Linked DNA regions of Rattus norvegicus: all the other regions are linked to region 1. A link is a contact called in public Hi-C data. All regions are on one chromosome and are shown on one strand. Each heading gives the region's core, a stretch centred on a gene start, on an enhancer-like site or on the middle of the called end of the contact. The rest is flanking DNA. Distances are from core to core; before and after follow the strand shown. Region 1 holds the start of Arid5b (AT-rich interaction domain 5B). Region 2 overlaps Arid5b (AT-rich interaction domain 5B). Region 3 overlaps Arid5b (AT-rich interaction domain 5B). Region 4 overlaps Arid5b (AT-rich interaction domain 5B). Region 5 overlaps LOC102546480 (a long non-coding RNA gene).

What was found. A called contact is a pair of places that touch in the nucleus more often than the background predicts.
Region 2: a Hi-C map of the A7r5 cell line shows a contact between it and region 1, with 3 times the contacts expected there. The contact joins the enhancer-like site here to the promoter of Arid5b in region 1. A contact is called at or near these places in 9 of 12 Hi-C or Micro-C datasets (the A7r5 cell line, Schwann cells, frontal cortex and 4 more) and 1 of 1 datasets of contacts at active chromatin or transcription factors (oligodendrocytes).
Region 3: a contact with region 1 is called in a Hi-C map of the A7r5 cell line, with 1.9 times the contacts expected there. The contact joins the enhancer-like site here to the promoter of Arid5b in region 1. A contact is called at or near these places in 6 of 12 Hi-C or Micro-C datasets (the A7r5 cell line, frontal cortex, hepatocytes and 3 more).
Region 4: a contact with region 1 is called in a Hi-C map of liver, with 3 times the contacts expected there. The contact joins the enhancer-like site here to the promoter of Arid5b in region 1. A contact is called at or near these places in 4 of 12 Hi-C or Micro-C datasets (frontal cortex, kidney, liver and 1 more).
Region 5: a contact with region 1 is called in a Hi-C map of the A7r5 cell line, with 2.6 times the contacts expected there. The contact joins the enhancer-like site here to the promoter of Arid5b in region 1. A contact is called at or near these places in 7 of 12 Hi-C or Micro-C datasets (the A7r5 cell line, Schwann cells, kidney and 2 more).

What each region holds. Positions count from the first base shown.
Region 1 is chr20:20,304,534-20,308,664 of GRCr8, reverse strand. Arid5b (AT-rich interaction domain 5B) reads right to left here and starts at 1,951. Exons shown (of 10, transcript NM_001107624.1): 1 at 1,924-1,951; 2 at 1,206-1,460. The coding sequence starts at 1,944.
Region 2 is chr20:20,430,991-20,435,121 of GRCr8, reverse strand. The region is part of intron 4 of Arid5b (AT-rich interaction domain 5B); the gene reads right to left. Among named protein-coding and RNA genes, the nearest start is that of Arid5b, 130 kb to the right of the region's middle. Within about 2 kb of position 1,746, at least 12 of the 93 cell types and tissues checked have an H3K27ac peak or open chromatin away from gene starts, as enhancers often do. A contact at or near this core is called in the A7r5 cell line, where this site is marked.
Region 3 is chr20:20,411,618-20,415,748 of GRCr8, reverse strand. All of the region lies in intron 4 of Arid5b (AT-rich interaction domain 5B), which reads right to left. Among named protein-coding and RNA genes, the nearest start is that of Arid5b, 110 kb to the right of the region's middle. Within about 2 kb of position 2,213, at least 33 of the 93 cell types and tissues checked have an H3K27ac peak or open chromatin away from gene starts, as enhancers often do. A contact at or near this core is called in the A7r5 cell line and kidney, where this site is marked.
Region 4 is chr20:20,386,946-20,391,076 of GRCr8, reverse strand. The region is part of intron 3 of Arid5b (AT-rich interaction domain 5B); the gene reads right to left. Among named protein-coding and RNA genes, the nearest start is that of Arid5b, 82 kb to the right of the region's middle. Within about 2 kb of position 2,011, at least 23 of the 93 cell types and tissues checked have an H3K27ac peak or open chromatin away from gene starts, as enhancers often do.
Region 5 is chr20:20,232,444-20,236,574 of GRCr8, reverse strand. LOC102546480 (a long non-coding RNA gene) reads right to left here. Exons shown (of 2, transcript XR_362173.5): 1 at 4,126-4,131; 2 at 2,696-3,212. It overlaps LOC102546554 (a long non-coding RNA gene), which reads left to right. Exons shown (of 4, transcript XR_005497640.2): 4 at 1,004-2,944. Among named protein-coding and RNA genes, the nearest start is that of Trnaa-agc57, 49 kb to the left of the region's middle. Within about 2 kb of position 1,979, at least 20 of the 93 cell types and tissues checked have an H3K27ac peak or open chromatin away from gene starts, as enhancers often do. A contact at or near this core is called in the A7r5 cell line, where this site is marked.

The DNA.
Region 1 (4,131 bases), core at 702-3,201:
GAGTTCAGCACCGAACCATTCATTTAACAACAGACCTACCTCGAAAGCTCGCGAGCCTGGCGCCGAGCTAGCTGCCCTCAAAAGTCTCAGTCTGATCACCCTGCTCTCTCTCGGGAGACACAAAGCCTGACCAGGGGGGCCGTGCGCCCTCCCTCCCGCCGCGCCCTGAGCGCAGACTCCCCAAAATAGTTCCCGTGTGTGTGTGTGTGTGTGTGTGTGTGTGTGTGTGTGTGTGTGTGTGTGTGTGTAAGGGGTGGGGGTAGCTATCGCTTCACCGAGCTCGGCCCTCGGACCCGGGGTGCCGGTAGAGGTGCGGTCACACCCGCAGTGACAGAGCCCGAGGGAGGTGGCCCGGTGGCTGCGCCGCGGGGTCCCCTCCGCGTCCACCCGGCGCGCAGCCTCGCACCTCACCGCAGAGGCCCCTGCACCCAGCCCCACACCCCACTGGAAGACGTCCACTTCGCGTGGAGTCACTGGAAACCAGAACATCAAATGGCTCCGGGAGGAGGGGGAGTGGGCGCGAGATAGTTCTTAATGCCGAACGTGTTTGTGCCGGTTACACGACCGCTTTGAAATCCGCCCGGGCAGATGCGCAAGTTATTTGAATGTATTATCCCAGTACCTGTCATTTATCACTTCAGTCAACACGCCTTTGCCAACTCAATTGCTTTTGATCTCATTCTGCCTCCGTTTCGTAATTTCCGCCCTCTTAAACATATCAAATACTTAAAAGAAAAAAAAAAAACGCGAACAATATCAAAACCCACTAAAAGAAAGCTACCAAGCCTAGGAGCCAGGCATGAAGGTACAACTAAAAAAAAAAAAAGCAAAAAAATATGTATATTAAAATATGTATATTAAAGCATGGGATATTAATCTTCAAGAGGAGGTAGCTAAACACACACACACACACACACACACACACACACACACACACACACACACCCTGGAACAAAACCCTTCTCGACAAGTTATTTGATCTTGACTAAAATCAGCAGTTGGACGGTCTTTGTAAAGCTGACAGCCAAACTCTGACAATGGTAAAATACTCCAGCCCCAGTTAGTGGCGCTACCCCTTTAAAAAACGAGCGGATCCTGCTCACCGCAGAACTGAATACAGTATTTTCAAGCTTGCCTTATAATACGCATTACTGGAGGGGGGGTGGATAATAAAGAAGGAAGAGAGGGAGAGATAGGTTTACCACCTCGCCATGGTCGCTATTTCGGCCTTGGGGAGTGTCTTCGGGAAGGAAATAAAGTTTCGAGCTGGATAAAAGTTGCCGGCTGGTCCTTTCTTCCCACAACAGCTGGAGCTCCGCTATGCAAATCGGATCCTTTGGCGTACATCTTACAAAGAAAAAGTCGCCAAGGGACAAGATTCTTGGTTTTCCTTCAAGGTGGAATTGAAAAGCCTTATAGAAAATATAAGGTCCGTGTAAGCCACACGGTGAGCCGACCCACTGCAGGAGGGGGAGAGAGAGGGAGAGGAGAAAAAAAAAAAAAAGCACCACGTAAATAATGTAGCCATCAAGCACAAATATCTATTCCTAGGCACATTCACACACAAGACTCTCAATACAGACCGACCCACAGATAGAACGTTGGGTGAAAAATATTACAAAACCCACTAATTTTCTACCTCCCCTAAAAAAAAAAAAAAAAAAAAAAAAAAAAACCCTCCGGGTCCTCACCACCACCCCTTCCCAGTTCCCCATATGAGGCGATAAAATTACATTATGTAGGTATGATCAGCGTAGGGATTTTTTAAAAAAACAATAAAAATGATTTTGGGGGGATGCAGAGGGTAAAAGTTTGGTAAAAAGTTTGTGGGGGGTGTGGGGGGGTGTGAGGGGGTGGGTGAGCTGGGGGGTTGGGGGCTGCCGGGGGGCGGCGGGACCGCAGGAGCGGAGGAGAGCGAAATACCTGGAGTGAGTTGGGCTCCATCTCGACGTTCTGAATTGATTGAACTCAACATTCTCTCCAAACTTGTTGGCTTGAATGGATTGCATCAGGTCCTGGCAGGGGAAAGCATTCTCTGCTTGCAGCCGGCGTGATGTCTCAATATAAAACTAAGCTCTAGCCTCCCCCTCGACACCAAAATGATTGAAAATATATCCTAATATTTCTTCGAAGACTCAATTTTCATCTCCTGTCAAAAAGATGTGGGTTTGCTGCCAAAGATGGGTTGATCAAATTCGAAATAGGGAGAAGGGCTCAGTCCGACCTCGGCGGGAAGAGAATGGATCAAGGCAAAAAGCAGACAGGAAGATGTAAAAAAAATTGAAACCCACCCTAAAACCAAGTAATGAGGGTACGTTTATCTACCCCGTTTCTGTGTCTGTGGCTAACGTCGGCTGAGATTTTTGGAGCAGACCACGTCTCCCGAGCTGCGTTGTGCATCTGACAGGACCTGCTTGTATATGTCTAATATAAAGAACATTTCCTGCAGAGATTCCGGGGCGCCGCTCCTCTTTCTAATGCTCCTTAGCAGATTTGCTGTTATTAGACATGTAGATTTGTTTGATAGTTAAATTACGTTTCCTCACTGCCATGTTTGAGAGAACTAATCTGTTAAATTATCTTCCGATGCCTATTTACACGGAAGGGAAAAGTGGGTTATCGATTATATAAACATATAAATATTAATGCATTTGTTCGCTTCGCAAAAAAAAATACTCAGCAGGGGAAAAAAAGGAAGAAGAAGAGCAGAAAGACAAGTGAGCAGTGCACACACGTCTCGTGATTTTGCAACAATATTGAACGGACAGCAACTGCATTTAGGGAGAGGAACAATAAACCGTGCATGATAAATCAATACATGCGAGCCGCGAGTCTGCTCGGAATATGAATTCGGGCTCCGGGTTCTGCGTGTGCATTCTTTAATTTTGAAGTATATACACTCGTACGTGTTTACAATGCTGATGGGCGCCAAGGGCTCTCTCAAATGATAATGTGTTTATATAACCCGGCGCTACAGGAATAATATACCGACTTCTACCCCACCCCCAATCCTTCCCGTGCCCCCCTCCTCCAAAAAAAGGGAGGGGGAGCTTTCTCGGTAATAGTTTGAAACTGAAAAAAATAATCCATTTGCAAACTAGTTAAATATCATCAGAAATTAAGCTGTTAGAAACGGGGGGGGGGTGGTTAACACATCGTAAGACAATAAAGGTTTTAAATGTGTATATTTATTGTTCTAGAGCCCTGGAGCATTGCGCGGTTTGCATGCACGGCTATTATGCAAACAGAGAAACTTAAGAGCCACAGAACAAGGAACAAGCAGGGACTGCAAAGCCCTCGCTCGCTGCGACCCAGCTGCCGGTCCTCCGCCTGGCTCGCTTGCATTTTCGCAGCGTTGATGTAAAATGGTGTACTCACTTCCCCCACCCCTTCCCGGCTCTCCTCCCACTCTTTCCAGCACCCCCCAACCTCCCCAGCGATTTTATTATATTGGCACCAATCTTTCCAGAGTGGGTCTGGCAGGCTAAAAAAGTAAACATGTACTATATGGGGGATAAGGTTTGTATAGTACGACAGTTGAAACTCGATCCGCGATAAAATTACAGGATGTTGAAATTACTAGCAAGCTATTTTTAACGCTTTCGCAACGTTTCACCTCTACCCGCAGCATCGAGTTGAGACAGGATTACTTTAATGAAAATTATATTCACATGGCTGAAGTTAATACACCCAGCAGAGCACAAACGCCTCGTCTTCGGTGATCTGGCGGTGGAAGGACCCTCTGTGTGTGTTTTGACGCTTTTTTTCCATAACGTCTGCCTCCGCTGCAGTAAGAATTAGGGCGCTGAACATTATCTAAAACACATTTTTTGATTCGGAACATGGAGAAGTCATAAAAAAAAAGGCAAGATGTATCTTGTTTCTATATACACAGAGATAAACGAAAGAAAATGGCAGATCCTCCAATTACAATAAGTAATAAAAGCCCATGCCAAAAAGCCCGTATTCTGGAAGCTGTCGAAAAGCTATTTTAATAATTTAAAGTAATATTCCAACTCCGCACCGTGGGGGAGGACAGTGTACCAATTTACAGTCTTCCATCTTTTGCATTAGCCAAATTATGACTTGCACATCACTCCTTAATTATCTTCCTTGAAATTTCATCTGATC
Region 2 (4,131 bases), core at 497-2,996, 130 kb before region 1:
AATACAATGTAGGGTCCTATCTGCTGTAATGTCTGCTGTCACGAACACATGTTATTACCCCAGAATTTGCTGATGTGGGGTCTCAAAAAAGTTCAAATCTAGTAATATTGACTCGAGGTTACTAAACGTCCCGATAAGGCTGTTAGAACATTAAGTTCCTTAACTAAGGTACCAAGTGAAAACATGTTGGAGGAGGGAGAGAGGGAAAGAGGGAGGGAGGGAGGGAGAGAAGGAGGGAGGGAGGGAAGAAGGGAGGGGGAGAGGGAGAGAGGGAGGGAAAGAGGGAGAGAGGGAGGGAGGGAAAGAGGGAGAGAGGGAGAGAGGAGCTCTGACTCCTCCTGAGCTATTTTGACATGTTGATGACATGAGTTGGGTGTAGTGTTTTAATCATTTGGTGCAGACATGAGCATGAGAAAATGGAATTTGAGTGAGTTTGGCTAATCCCAAGTAGAAGTTTCCTGACCACAAATTGCCGAAAAAGTTTACAGTCTAACTGCGTTTGCCTTTTAGAGATTTCACTTGAAAGTAAGGAGAGGGGTCAGATACAGTCAGCCCTCAAGGCAAGAACATGACCTTCTTGGCATGGTCCAGCTGCCTCAGGTCCCACAATTTCACACGACACATTGCCAAGAAGCCCGGAGAAGTTGGATGAAAGAAAGAGGTTTCAGTTCTGGGAACTGTAGAGGAGACGAGCACTTTATCCAGTCATCCTTAGCATCCAAAGGACCAGCAAGAAAACAGGGTGACAGAAGAGGGACCTTGCTATGCACGCCTAGGGACAGGGGTTTGATTCCTGGAACCCACGCCAAGCTCTATGGAGAGAACCAGTTCTACGAAGTTGTTCTCTGATCTCCGTCTTCAGACCCACAATGCACATGCGTACACATATGCACTTGATAAAAAATAAATGTAGAAAGACCACCGGACATTGTGATGATAGTGGCTACTTAATACCGGGTCAGCCTAGCGTCTTGTTCTCCCGCATAGCCAGTCACAGGGTCTGAAATAAGAGTCCATTCCCTCTGGCTCCTCCACTTTGGTTTCTATGACGATGGCCATGAAGCACAGGAGCTAAGCAACCTATCAAAAGCCAAGCTCTCCTCCGCTGAACCCCTTCCTTTTATCTTCAAATGACCTGGATTATAACACACGAGAGCAGTAATGGTGGCTCCGGAAATAAATTCAGGCTAGACAGCGAGAGCTGCAGCTCAAGCACCTCAGGTTTTAGGCTGAGAGATGAAAACGATCACTGCAGCGTGAACAAGACATGCGACGGGTATTTTACTGTAGGATACTTATAAGGTGATCATTTTTAATGACATTTTTGGATGGGTTCAACCTACATGCAATGAAGCGCCCCGTCTGTGTGCCTCTGGTATGTTGGTGATAGCTGTAAAGGTTTTTTTTTTTTTTTTGGTCTTCCACCCAAGCGCTTTCATAGCATATGGTATACATATTTTAGCATCCGACCTTATAAACTCATGACCAACTGTCAGTAGACAGTTATCTAACACATGGGGTCGCCATAAAAAGCCTCCTTATTTGGGCAAAAGTCCTCGTCTGCACCGGTATCTCTGTATTTCCTCTCAGAAGAAATGTCTTTGGATTATTGGCTGTTCAGGAAACCCAGAGGCTTGCAAGTGTGGCGATTGAAAGGCCGCGAAATAAATCCTTAGCAAGTTAAAACACTTAGCTCGTCATTAGAACCATTTCTGGCTTTGTTAGCCTTAAGCAAACTCTCTATTGCCCTCTTGTGGTAAATCAGGGTGATGCACAGGGATGACCACAAAAACCCCAGGAACTAACAAGGTTTACTCAAACACAGGTAGGGCATTGATCTCGGAGGGACGCAAGTGTGAACCACAACTTTAGGCTGTTTCAATATGCATTTTAATTTACATTTAGTAGGCCTCCTTCAGGATGCCAGGAGTTGTGAGGTGAGGTTGGTGGGGCTTGTATAGGAGGTGTAGAACAATGTATCCCAGGAAGGTAACAGAGTCACTGTATCTGTGGCTATAGCTGTTCTATTTTTGTGGCCAATTGATTTTAACGAGTTTTATAACCGTAAAAAAGATCATGCCCACATTTTAAAAGTTCCTTCATAACCAAAAATAGGCTGATACTCCAATTGGCTTGGAATTACAGGAACCAAGGAAAGATGTCTGAATAACTCCCTAATAAGGAAGAAAAGCCACTAAAAACAAAAAAGGCCAGTTCATTTGTTTCTAACAATAGGCAGTATAGAGAAACTTGGAATTTATAAGACCAAGGAAAGGACTAAGCTGTATCATTCCATGAATAATAATAATAATAATAATAATAATAATAATAATAATAATTCTAAATCCTATAATCAGTTGTGCAATTGGTGCTTAATTTGATTTTTAAATTTCATTTCCAATCTATGTGGTGTAATTTTGGACAATTTCCTACTGAATGGGCCTGTTCGCCCCCAAAAGCAAATAAACTTGGTATTAAAACAAACCAAGCAGCTAAAAAAAGAAGTTGGGGGGATCCAAAACTGCAGAGCCCAGGACACAAAAAGCAAACCCTCTCTCCTCCAATTACCAGCCAAGGCACTGGCTTTTTAAATAAAGCTACTTCCCCCTGCCCAGCGTGAACCCAAATGTTCTGTAATTCCAAGATGATTTTAGGAGCGGATTTATCTTGACTTGGCCTCGACTCCAGTTTTGCAGCAACAGTTGTTTGGCTTTCGACTTTGAATTGACAAAGTCCTTAAAGTAACTCTACCATAAAATTAAACAGCTGTGTCTTCTTTAGCAAAACATGACTGACTGCTCTTATGTGTGCGCTGCGGCGCAAGCTCAAAAAGTGCCCTTTCTTTCATGTCCTTTTACTAAAAAAAAAAAAAAAAAAAAAAAAAATTCCAAAATAATTTCTCTAGTTAGCCTTGTTTCTCTTTAAAAGACAACAACAACAACAATGGAGGGGCCTCTGATGTGCATCTACTTCTAAGCACAGGCGTTTACACACCGGACTCTCGCTCAAAGGGCTTTTGTTTAATTCCTATTATGGTAGGAAATATGATATGCTGCCCCCCCAGTAGAATAACAAGCCCGCATGGCAGAAAGACAGACATGTTTGTTGCTTTCACAGATGGGAAGACTGAACTTTAAATGGCGGACGGTAGAGGAAAAAGCGTTTACAGAGGCTACGATTAAATTTAGAATTTGACTCCTGGCCCAGGTCTTGAACCAGAACCGTGTGAAGGCTCCCATTCTTTGGGATCAACAGAAGAACAATTCGAAAACATTCTTTTGGGGTTATTAAGTATTGCTTCAGGCTCCGGGAAGTAAGGGTGTGGGCGGGGCCTGGACACAATACCACGCTTCTAGGTGCCACTCCTTGCAACATAACTCCAGGGAGGGATGGCTTGGTTTCGCTGCCAGTATTCTAGGATCACCCAGAGGCTCCTAGCACAGAGGCTAGGATTAAATTGACAATCTGACACCTGGCCCAGGTCTCGAACCAGAACCGTGTGAGGTCTGTCATTCTTTGAGATGAACAGAACGATTTGTTCTAGATTTGAGGGTTCTTTAAACACTGCACTGAAATGCAGAGTGGGAGAGCTGGTAAGACACGAAGTGTGGGGAGACACGCTTGGGAGACCAAGTGGATCGAAACAGAAGACCGTGGTGGGGAGTTGGAGTGTTACGAGCTCTGACTGCTGAGTTCTGGGTCATTTACAGAGCAATGCCGTGCGCAGCTCAAAGAGCTGGGGAGATGGTTCCGTTGGTAAAGGGGTTACTGCAGAAGCACAAGGACCTGAGATCAGATCTCCAGAAATCAGGCGAAAAGTAGGGCGTCATAGGTGCAGACATGACCTACCCTGCGATTCTTCAGGCCCTTCTCCAGCTGTGTGTGGGGTGCCTTTGTCCACAGACACTCGCTCTGGTTTCTTGTACCCACCACAGATTGCGTGTGTCTCAGCGAACTCTTGAAGTGATGCTAGGTGCTTTACATACAGCGAGGGGGACACAGAACTCTGTATCAGGTTTTGAAACCAATGCCTGTCACTTAATATGCCTGCATGCGTGTGTACGTGTAGGTGTGTGGGGTGCCCTCATAGGTCAGAGGGCATCTGGATCCTCTGGGGCTGGAGTAGTAACA
Region 3 (4,131 bases), core at 964-3,463, 110 kb before region 1:
ATTATCGGCTAGAACCAAAGGCCGTTAGCACTGCAGTGTGCAGGCATGGCTGTACTCCAGTTTGTCTATGCAATTGGCGAGCGCGGCGAGCACAACTCCAACCGTATCCTAGAGTGCTGAAATAAACCAACTCTTTACTTTTTAAAGGCATAAACATCACATCTCATACCCAGAAGGGGCCAGAATGGGGGCTTTTCTGGTTCATGCATATGGTGCAAGGCATGGGGAGATATTTCTCTGTTAACAGCCCTGATCATAACCTGGATTTCTCTAACCCTAGAAGCGTATCTTTCCGGCAGAGTAGCGTTTATAGAAAACGAAATTTAGGTTTTCAATTAGGCCCGACTTTCTCTTTCATATTCAAATGCTGCACATATCCTCCAACATGTTTACAGAGTTTTCCCAGATTTCTAAATAAATACAGCTAAAGAAATTCTGAAATATACACATTTTAAAGATGGCTTCACGTGCACCGAGCTATGCCCAGATGTTGAGCATTCCAAGTTTCTCAATAAATGAACACCACGCCAGGAAGGCAAACGTGAGCTGACAGTATTTAGTCTAAGTTCCTTTAAGTGGTTTAACATGTTCAATAACAGTATTTCATTATCAGCTGTTATCAAGGCATTCAGAGAGGAGGTTTGTGGGATGTGGGGCTGAGCAGCATAAATGTGGTTATTGCAGTGATTGTTTGGGGTTTTCATGATCTGCTGTGGCAACAAGTCTTGTCTTCTGTCTTCTGAACCCCATACATATATATACATATATACACATATGTATATATACATACACACATGCATACATACACACATATAAGTATATATACACACACATATATGTATATATACACATACACATATATACATACACATATATACACACATATGTGTATGTATATACACATATATGTATGTATACACACATACATATGTATATACACACATATATATACATATACATATATACACACATATGTATATATACACATATATGTATATATACCCACATACATATGTATGTACACACACATATATTTATATATACATATACACATATAATGTATATATACATACACACATATATACACACACATATATACACGCACACATATGTGTATATATACACACATATGTATATATATACACACATATACATACACATATATGTATATATACACACATACATATGTATACACACATATATACATACACATATGTATATATGTATATATATACAAGCACACATATATGTATACATGAATTTCATATACATATACAAATATACGCATGTGAATATATCTGAATACATCTATTCATAACAAATCCATGATCCTAGCGCACTGCCGTGAGTGCTCATTAACAACCACCACAACCCCACAGTCGGTTCTGTGAGCTTTGAACCGGTTCCAGAACGAGGCCTGCAGCAAATGGCAGCTTGGCCTTTTCGCTTCTCTGAAAAAAAAAAATTTTTTTTTAACAGTTAAAAAAAGGATTGCAGAAAATTCCCCGTAACCACTCCCTTCGCACCTTTTATCTCCTTCTCTAAATCCGTAATATTCACTCACTAAATCTCCAAGGTTGCTGTGCTCTTATGTAATACTTAATTCTCTCCCTCTCTGGTGTTGGCTTGTGAAATGTCTTTAATTAAAAAAGCTAAAAGCTCTCTAAATCTGGATGGCAGACTCATTTCCAGGGCACTCAGGCATGTTGTCTAATTTTAAAACTCTGACAGGATACATGTAAATTTATGCAAGTTTCACAAAAGTCACAATTTCCTCCTTGAATTCAAGCTAAAGAAAATGGCCCCAAGCTCTTTCCAGAACTGTTTACTTGACTGGAGAGCTTTTTTTTTTTTTTTTTCCCATTGTGTCAGAGGTGATTATTGCGGAAGATATCCCCAGTCAGCATCCTGTAGATCTGGTCAGAAGGAAGGAGTTAAATTTCCCTGATTATTGATCAAACAGACTCTTTGATCCCCAAGCTCAAACTGGGAAACACCACTGGCGAGGAGGGGCTTGAGGATATTATCATGCAAATTATTTTGGTTGACGGTAATTAAGAAATTATAGGTTAAGAAAATCAGTAATTGTTCACATGAGTCATTAATGTGTTTTCGTTCCTGGTAGAATGCTCTGGCACGCCCTTCCTCTCTTGCTTTAAATAAGCAAGGAGGGGAATGCGCAGTATTTGCAGCTCAGCAGAGCGACGTATTAATAGAAAGTTTGCTTGGAAGGGCAGCTTTGTAGAACCACGAAACTGGTTCTCTGCCTCTCTCCATATAATGTCCTTCACCCAGGAACCATCTTTAGAAAGCAGGGGTAGCCTATTTGAGTATCTGAGGCAGGGTCATCCCTGAGTGGGAACTGTTTCCCCCTCCCACCCTTCAGAAGTCCTAATCATTGGTCCCAATGCTTAGGAAATCTACACAGAAAAACCACACACTCAGGGACTCAGAACTAGCCTAGCCACGGGCCATTAAGCAGTTCCAGCTAATTCCGTGACTCCCTAGAAACAAATCTTGGCCTGGAACTCAACCTTTGCCAACATTTGCTTTGGAGAGATTTTTTTTTTTTTTTTTTTTTTAGATCCACAGGAAAGAGACTCCAAGTGGATGATGGGAGGTTTGAGACAGGCTCACGAATGATGGGCACACCGGTTAGCTTATAAATCACTGATCCATGAAGGAACACAAATGAAAATTATGCTTTTGTTTTTTTTTTTTTTGAAAGGCAGCCTCAAGTACTGACATGTGATACATGATACATAATAATGCTCTTAAACTGGCTCTGACATAATTTCTCTGGCAGCTCTAATAACCACAAATGATTGCTTTAGTTAAGAACTAGCCAGAAGCAAAATAGAGCCATGTAAAAGTAGTTTGAGCCATAAATACCTCAACAATATTTTATGTCACTTTGTAAAAAGTTAAAGGAGTTTTATAATAATTAACAACAACAACCCCCCCCCAAGGAAAAAAAAAACCCTACGCCGCGACGGACACTATGAAAGCTTATTTCATAGTCCCAAGGCTGCCAGCGTGGTAAATTATGTAGGCACCAGAGAAGCATTAAGGAGAAATAATAGCAACTTAAATGAAGGCTGACGTAATTCATGATAAACAGTCATTGGAAAATATTACAGTGTTGTCTTTTTTTTTTTTTTTTGAGTGGGTTTAATCAGGAGAATATGACCATACTCTAACACAAACCACTTCCCTTTTCCACCGTTAGTAGTTGGGAATTCTGGCATTCACCCTCCCTAGCTGCAAGGTTTTTATTCACCATAATTGCTGGATCCCGGGACCCTCAACACCTCCGGGGACCTTAACGACGTCAATTTGGAATTCTGATTGATGGAGGAGCTTCCAAGACAAAGCCCCAAATCTCTGAGCTGCCTGGTTGGTCCAAAAGTGGGGCTGAAATGGGAGGGTGGTATAGCCAGAGTGCTATAAGGAATACATATCAGCAAGGGTGGTTAAGGACTGCCAACACTGAAGAATGTCCCTTCTAATAGGTTCGGAGATGTGTCAACCAGGCACCTATCCTGATAAGAGCGAAGCTTGGCTCTGGATGGTAGTGGGTGAACTCTAAGTCTAGTAACACACAAAGAGGTAAACACAGTCACAGCCTAACCTGCCAATCTCATTAACGCCGAATGTCACCAGGTCATGGCTGGAAGATGTGAAATACCATAGAGTTGTCATGGAGATGGTTTAAGTCTGAAGGTGAATTAAGAGTTGTCACCTGCTGTGTGGAACCCCTGATTAGGAGCATTGGCCATAGAGAGAGCTTCCTTCAGATATGGAGGCTGGGTGCTATTTAACGCCCTAGCACTCACCCCACTTCTGTGAGTTTAAAGGGAAGACATAATACACAATTATGTCTGCAAGGCCTTCCAGTGTCAAGTTCCTTCAAATGTCTTTAAGTCCTATATTGATGACCTGTGCTGGGGAAGGACAGGGAGCCTAAAACAGAAAGCAGAAAATCCTACATTTTCTTCTCTCCACTGGCTTCTCTCTCAGCCCGAGCTGGCCTTTTGCAAGGACTGTTAAGAGCAACAGAAGTGAGTCTTTTTTTTTTTTTTCTTTCTTCCTCTATTTTCTTTACCAGCCTTGGGGTGGAGGTGTTAATGA
Region 4 (4,131 bases), core at 762-3,261, 82 kb before region 1:
GTATTTATGACTTATACATAATATATGCTATATATTAAAATGTTATATATGGCATGCATATCATGTTACAATATAAAAAATCTCAAAAGACATCCATGGTTATGTTGACATTATATGTAAATTTGGTATATAATAGTACACATGTATATTTGCTAGGTTACACACAACATATTGCATACCAACATAGAAGAACATATATATCTATATATATATATATAGTCCTCCTCCATATATAATTATAACAGTTATATGTGTGTTTTTATTCTTATTTCTCTTTTCAAATCAATTAAGGCCCAGAATAAAATCCAGGACTACATCTGCCTGCCTCTGCTACTTTTTCGTGATTGTTGGCAGGTATCACAGAAGACACCACATTAAAACAAGCCAACAGACAAACCTTTCACTCAAAGCAGAGAGGGGCAGGCACAGTTGATGTGTTCAAGATTAGAAGGAGCACTGGCACTATTTCTGGTACTGAGAGTAAAATAGTACAGTTTAGGGAAAATTTTTCTTTCAGATAATGAGTCCTTTGTTCCTCACAAAGACCCTATAAACAGCATTACAATTTGTGACTATTCCCCAAAGTAGAGGTGACAATACTTGAGTTGTAACCCACAGGATTATCTCCCTGACACTGGAAGCCCAACCTTTTTTTTTTTTTTTTTTTTTTGGTTCTTTTTTCGGAGCTGGGGATCGAACCCAGGGCCTTGCGCTTCCTAGGCAAGCGCTCTGCCACTGAGCCAAATCCCCAACCCCGAAGCCCAACCTTTTAACCTTTTAATTCTTGTTTGGTTAACTCTGCATCATGACGAAATGCCTCGAGTTACTAGTAGTAGTAGTAGTGATAACTAATTTATAGTACTAGGATGGAGATACTAAGGTTTGGTCAGGTAAAACCAGAGAACTGATAACTTCACCCACCTACTAACCAGAATGATTCCACTCTGGCTAAGTGCGTGCGTGTGTGTGTGTGTGTGTGTGTGGTGTGTGAGTGGTGTGTGTGGTGTGTGTGTGTGAGTGGTGTGTGAGTGGTGTGTGGTGTGTGTGTGTGTGTGTGTGTGTGGTGTGTGAGTGGTGTGTGTGGTGTGTGTGTGTGAGTGGTGTGTGAGTGGTGTGTGGTGTGTGTGTGTGTGTGTGTGTGTGGTGTGTGAGTGGTGTGTGTGTGTGGTGTGTGTGGTGTGTGTGTGTGTGTGTGTGTGTGGTGTGTGAGTGGTGTGTGAGTGGTGTGTGAGTGGTGTGTGTGTGTGTGTGTGTGTGTGTATGTGATTTAAGGCCCGTGTTGCTCACTGTAGACACTTCAACTATCAATGTGATTTTCACATAGCGACTTCCCAATCAGGAGATGGGAAGAAGGCTGAATCCTACATTTACTAGCCTAATGCTCCTGTCTCCTCTTCCCTCATTAAACTCTCTCTACACCAGGAGGCCAAAGGCACAGCTGGGGTCTGGTCTAATGTGGCAACCCTCGGTGATGCCAAAACAAAAATTATGCTAACTCCATTGCTTGTGAACAGAACCACCCATTTGGACCAGAATTTTGGCATTGTTCGGACGGGGGCAAATTTCCAACCTTGTAATTAGACATTCCCCAAGGGATTGCTTTCATATTTATAAAAACTATAGAAAGCCCAAGAGACCCTCAGCCCTTATAGACGTGAATAGAGACTGCCAGGGAGGAGAGAGGAAGGAAGGAGAAGCGTATAAACTGGTATGGATGTGAAGACTTTGCAAGAGCCTTGCAGATCTTAAGTTCTATGATCCTTTAACTGCCTCCTAAGCCTCTCCATTAAATCAGCTTCCTCCTGACACAGCCATAAGAATATTAAACTCTTCAGTGGCTGGCATGTTCTGTTTCACAACAGCACAAAGAGAAACAAATGAAGGCAAACAGCCCCTTCAAGAATTCTTAGAGAAATCCTGCAGCTAGACCCAGTCCTCCTTTCTCCTTTCAGAGACTCATAAATACTCAGATACATGAAACAAGGGCCACCAATAAACGCGGTCCCCCCTTTTCTGTTTCACAAGAGACTTTAGTAGAGAAATCTGCGAACAAAGAATGGATAAATTGCACATTTGTTTAGCAAAAGACAAACAAAGTGTTCTCGGAACAATGATTTTCTTTCAACCACACCCACATCAGACAAGAAACTTCGGAACTAACCGTACAGAGTATTTTTCTAGAACATTCTAGTTTCTTGGGCTATATATACTTTTTTATTTGATTTTGATTTTACTCAGTAGAATATAACCAGCCAAAAAAATTAAGTAAAAGAAAAAAAAAAAAAGATCGGTACTCAAGGTTGGTATTGTAAACAACGGTTATGATATTCTATTAAAATGTCATCCCATCTCTGGAGTCACTCCTCCCCAGCAAAAAAATGTGAACATGCTTAGCTTTAAATTAAATATTCAAAGGGAATAAGAGTCCCACAATGACGAAACCTCATTTCAACTTCAATAAAGAGAACTTTAACTCGGCCTATTAAAAGTTAATACCTAAAGTACAGAGCATGTACTTCTCCACTGAAATGGCTCTAATCCTGTACTTATATCATAATTACACGTTTTGTTAACCTCTCTCAATGTCATTTTTTTTCACTTATTTATATATTTTTCAAACTCCCAAACAGAATTCCACAGAGAAACTGTAATTATAATCTGAAACTCCACCTCGACTTGTCAAACAGTAACTGTACACCATGGCTCTCATGGAGTCGGGGGGGGGGGGAGGGGGGGGAGGGGCGGGGCGAGCATTCATCCTGTGAGTTGCTCAAATTGTCTTTGTATAAAGAGATGCATGAAATGGCAAGCACAATAAATTACTGGAGCGTAGACTTTCAAATATCCATAATGCTTTTCTTCTTCTGTCCTTTCTTTTCTTTCTTTCTCTCTTTCTTTCTTTCTTTCTCTCTCTCTTTCTTTCTTTCTTTCTTTCTTTCTTTCTTTCTTTCTTTCTTTCTTTCTTCCTTTTTTAATAGTTAATGGTGGCCAAATGTGCAGGAGGTTCAAAACATCCATTCTGGAGGAGAAATTTGCTCTCATCTCTTACATAACATTGCAGAAACATAATTTTATCCCCCAGGCGGGGTTGGGGGTGGGGTGGGGGGGCTGTTTAGGAAACATCACACGGTATGTTTACTGAAAACCACCATCTAACATCAGAAAGCCTGAAACAAACAAACAAACAAAAAAAACCCCTTCATAAAAACCCTTCACACTAGGACTTTATAGAGCTTTGTGGAAAAAATAGGCATGTCCTTTCCTGTGCCTAATTACCTCAACTGAAAATTCTGCCAAGTATTTAGCCCTTTCCTTCTTGTAATCGTATTAGGGCAAATGCGTCTGGACGCCAACAGAAACAAACATTTAAAGATTTTTCACTTAAAAGATTCCAAATCTGTATGGAGGCTCAGTTTGAAACACAATGTCCTTGAGGCTTGCTGCACGGAGAACCTACAGCTTCCTTTCTTTGGTCCCCTCCCCCAAGCAGAGATGAATTTGCTAGAGTTAAAAAACAAAACAAAAAACCCGATGTCTACTTTTGAAACAATTTAAGCAACATCATGTCAATAGAAAGGGCTTGCCCAGTGATCTATGCAGCCTGCTGTCCCTTTCCTACAGGACACATTCCTTTCTCAAACCTTTATACTTTTTGCCTGCTCCTAGCAACCAACTAAGGGCGAGCCCTCAACTTTGTGTACCTGGCAGCCTTCCAGCCGTTAGTGCAATTGACAATTACACCGTCTCCATTTAATAGCTGTTCTGTTGTGACAGAATATTTGTCATAATTAGGCATTTCCTATCTTCTGTCCATTCATCTTTGATTATTACTGAACATGATTTTTTTTTTAATCTCAGAAAACCCAAGCACAAAAATCCTACAAATAAGAGTAGTTACAGCTGTTACTCTCCTTACCAACATTGTAACATGCAGGGTAGAGAGAGAGGGGGGAAAAAAAGACGGAATATAATTTCTTGGAAGGTAATTTTCCTTTCAGTGTTAAGTGCTTTTATTCGTCTTACAGTTACTCGATGACTTCCTGTTCTAATTACAAGACATTATACAGAAAAGGCGTTTGTAAAAGGGGGAAAAATATGCAGTCAGGGTATGTGACTAAATAGCCTGAATGG
Region 5 (4,131 bases), core at 730-3,229, 72 kb after region 1:
CTATGTCCAGCAATGTCGGGCCTGCCCAGCATGAATTTGGCCAGACGCTCTTTCCAACTTCACTGAACACCATCTGCTAGACAAGTCAGCCATGATCTCTAGAGTGTCACACACTCCAAAATTCTGAGGACACACTCCAAAAAATTCTGCTCCCATTAAATAGTCATTTTTGTATATGAAAGAGATTTATTTTGTTTTTAATGCTGTGTATGTATGTGTGTGTATGTGTATGTATGTGTATGTATGTGTGTGTAGTTGTGTGCATGTGTTAGGGAAGAGACCTGTGCATCCAGAAGAGGGCACATCGGACCCTCAGAAGGAGTTACAGGCAGTTGGGAGGCTTCTGATGGGTGCTGAGAACCAAATTTGGATCTGCTGCAGGAGACCTATGCACTCTGAACTGTGGGACCCCGTCTCCAGTCTCTTAAAATTCTTCGGGAGTTGGGGCGAGGTCATGGCTTACAATTCTTTTTAAAAGAACAACTGAATTTAATATTCCTTCCGGCGTGTCTTGACTACAGCCATTAGCAATTCATCCTCCATTTTCCTAGCCCGTATTTTCTTACAGCCTCGCTGAGAGATGCCGAGGTTTTGACCCAGTGTGAGAAAATATTAAGATGGTTCTGAGATTTCATCACCAGACGAAAATAAGGAATCCCCAAACTGCAGGGTCCCAGATGGACTTTGGGGCTCAGGTTTCTAGGGGCGTCAGATTTCCCCTGGCTCCTAAAGTCTAGCAGAGAGAGGCCGGGTCTGGAGTAGTATCTGTTTTTCTGGCACCAGAACCATAGCTGAACACTAATGTGTTTAACAGTTGGACTTATTTTTAATCTACTGTATTAGGGAGCGCAAATTTAATCAAGAACAAAATGTTACCGATGGTGTTTTTGTTTCTGTGCATGCATACATTTCCCCGTGCTGTCTCGTGTTCTCTTGAGCTACAAGCTCTCTCTCCTGACATCTGACTTATTTCATAACATTAGATTTTTTTTTTTTCTTTCAGTGCCAATGTTTGTGGAGGGTGAAGGAGAGAAGTGAGGAGCTGGAACCCCCACCCCTGCCCCGCCCCCACACCCCCGCCATTAAAGAAATAATTGCAGAACAGATTTTAACAATTACTGTCCCTGCAGCGACTGTTGTTATGGACGGAGCTAATAAATGTCTTCAACCATTACCACTCTGAGATACACTCTCAGCTTATTTTCTGCCTTTGGAAGGCACGGCTGGGTTGAGGCATTCTTTTTAGCTCCCCCCCACCCCAGCCACCACCCCCCCTTAATCAAAGAAAGAGATCTTATCTCTCTGCCCAGCCTAGCTTACCCCTCCCTCTCCCCTCCTCCCTCAATGCCTATTTTACTGAAACCTGACTTGCAGGTCAGGGAACTGGTAACAGATTAATTTTACTCAAAGAGGAACACTAAGTATTTTTGGCCGGGACACATGAGAATCCTGTTATAATATTACCATTTCCCCCCCCTTCTAAATTAAATATTAGAAAAAATTAAGCCAAGTAGTGGCCCACGCTACAGTGGAAAGTATTTCTCTCGCAAACACGGGGAGATAAACGCTTGTGTGAGCGGAGGCACGATAAATATGCATTACGTTAAAAAAACCTAGATCATGCAGGTTTTTAGAGTTATAGCTAAAAGTGGTTTAGTGTTTCATGCCTAATAATAGATTACGCCTATCTTATTTCCAACCTTCATTTCTCCTCTCTTTGAAGTCCAGCCATATAAAAGTTGTTTGTTGAACCACACTAAAGTTAAAGCAAATATTACTTAGGGTGATTCATACTGGCAAGAATTTGCAACGAAGGCAGTGGTGTGTGTGTGTGTGTGTGTGTGTGTGTGTGTGTGTGTGTGTGTGTGTGTGTGTCTGTGTGTCTGTGTGTCTGTGTTGCCTGAGTCAAAGGAAATGAAATGTTTGTAATATTTTTCGGTTGATAAATTTATTAAAACATTCTCGAAGCTTGTAAGGGAAGCAAGGCTGACATCCACAGACTCTGCAAACAGATTACACCCGGCCCTGTGGGGGAGGCAGACCTTAAAGAGGGAAAAATTCTCTGGATTTCAGAAATTGCCACTAGGTCACAGTAATACTTAATTAACTGAATCCATTAACAGAGGGCTATAACCTAGTTGTTAAGACGAAGGGAGAAAAAAAAAAACAAGGAGAAAAAAAAAAACAAAAAGAAAGAACAAGTTTGGGGAGTAGTTAGATTCATTTAATCCTCTGTTCTTTGCTTACGGATTAGCCTTTCAGAATGAGCAACCTGATTTTTTTTTTTTTTAAAAAGGATCCATTTACCTTCCAGGCCTTTTCCTAGCAAAACATTTTGTAGGGTTGCAAACGAGATTAATTTGTTGCCAGTTGCGCCATACTGGCAGGGATTCTGAAAAAAGAATGTAAGTAATCTATCTTTGTTTGTAAGATATAATTAATCTGGCAGTTAAAATTCTTTGGAAACATTCTGATGACTTATGTGGAAAAGTAGAGCAAGGATTTCAAAGAAAAACTCAGAACTGTGTGCAGGGGAAGATAAAAGATATATGAAGTGTTTGTTCTAAGCGATACTATTCATTTACAGATCATAATGTAGCCCCACCCTGGCAATTATTCTGGAAAGCAAGACAAATCTTTGTCTAGAGCCTTCTGACGCGGTCTTGATTTGACAAACAAAATAAGCACATTACCGTTGTAGTCTAATAGACTGCAAGCTGCTTTATTCGAGTCAGCTGAATCCTGTTTTGCATAAAAAAGAACACTGTTTGCTATGGAGAACACATTTATGCTAATAGGACTTTGACAAAGTAAAATAAAATCGCATTAAGATGCTGTAAGGAGATAAGACAATGAAATCTCAGGGAGAGGGAGAGAGAGAGAGAGAGAGAGAGAGAGAGAGAGAGAGAGAGAGAGAGAGAGAGAGAGTTTTGGCACACACTAATTACAGTCACGTCCCTGCAGGAAAAGAATATATTTTTACACCAACTATCCATGTGTTTGAAAATGCAGAGAGCTTAAAGCACAATTGCTGGTTTCGGGCGGCGTTTCCTGGATGCGGCTGGCCCCCATGTCGCTAAGGTGGTGGTTGTTTTAAAGGAGTGTGGCTGATAAATCCCGCTTTCATTTTCAGCAGCAGAGGCAAGTTTCCTTCTGAATGCGAGCCTGCCACCATCCTGCTCGGTTTTAAGGGACTTTCCAATATAGGGCATCTGAAAACAAGGTTTTAGATTACATGGTAATTTAGGAATGCATGAAAAATGAAGCAGTTACCATAATAGGGTTCTGGGTAAACTTCATGGTTTTTAGAGCAAAACATAACAACATATGTTTTGTGATTTGTCTCAATGATATTTTTTTCTACACACACACACACACACACACACACACACACACACACACACGCGCACACACACAGTAATTTTGTTCGGGTACTATCAAAATATTTGGAGGCCTCATCTGTGCATAGCGTTTTTATAACCTTATTTTGAAAACTGATGTCTCTTCTCTTAGTTCAGTCATTAAAAGTCAGGCGATGATGGACGCCGGAATGCCTTGGGTTTTATGACTAATCAGTTCCTGGCAGCGGCCATATTTCTTCCCTAGTGAAACTTTAATATTCCTTTGGCCTTGTTTAAGCTTAAAAATTTTTTTCTGGGGGGCGGGGAGCAATTTTGCTACTCTGGTTACTTAGAAGTATCAACAACCAGATATCATACCAAACAGATTATCCAGCCCCCTGTGAACTAACACCCCACAAAATGAAGAGGCCAGAAAGGGGGGGGAGGGACCTAGTCTTCCTGGCTTCTAACAAATTATGATTGTCCTGTGACTATGCTAGATTCTTTTCGGTTCAAAAGGCGGGGCTATGGAGAGAACCTTGTCTCTGGTTGGCGAAGCTATTGAGGGGAAGTGAGCCTCTTTGGAATAGAACCGGCTGCTATTTAAATTGCTGCTTTGGAACCTGTCCGGGATGAAGCAGTTTTTATGAGAGGCCTGATTTTCAGCCTAGACTCTTTGATCTTCTTGAAGTTGCAACACCAGACACCAGGTGTCTCCACTTAGCTGAGCTAAAGGTCCCGGGAAAGAAGGTTATGTCTCCGGGAAAGGTTGATGAAGCCTTACCTTCCG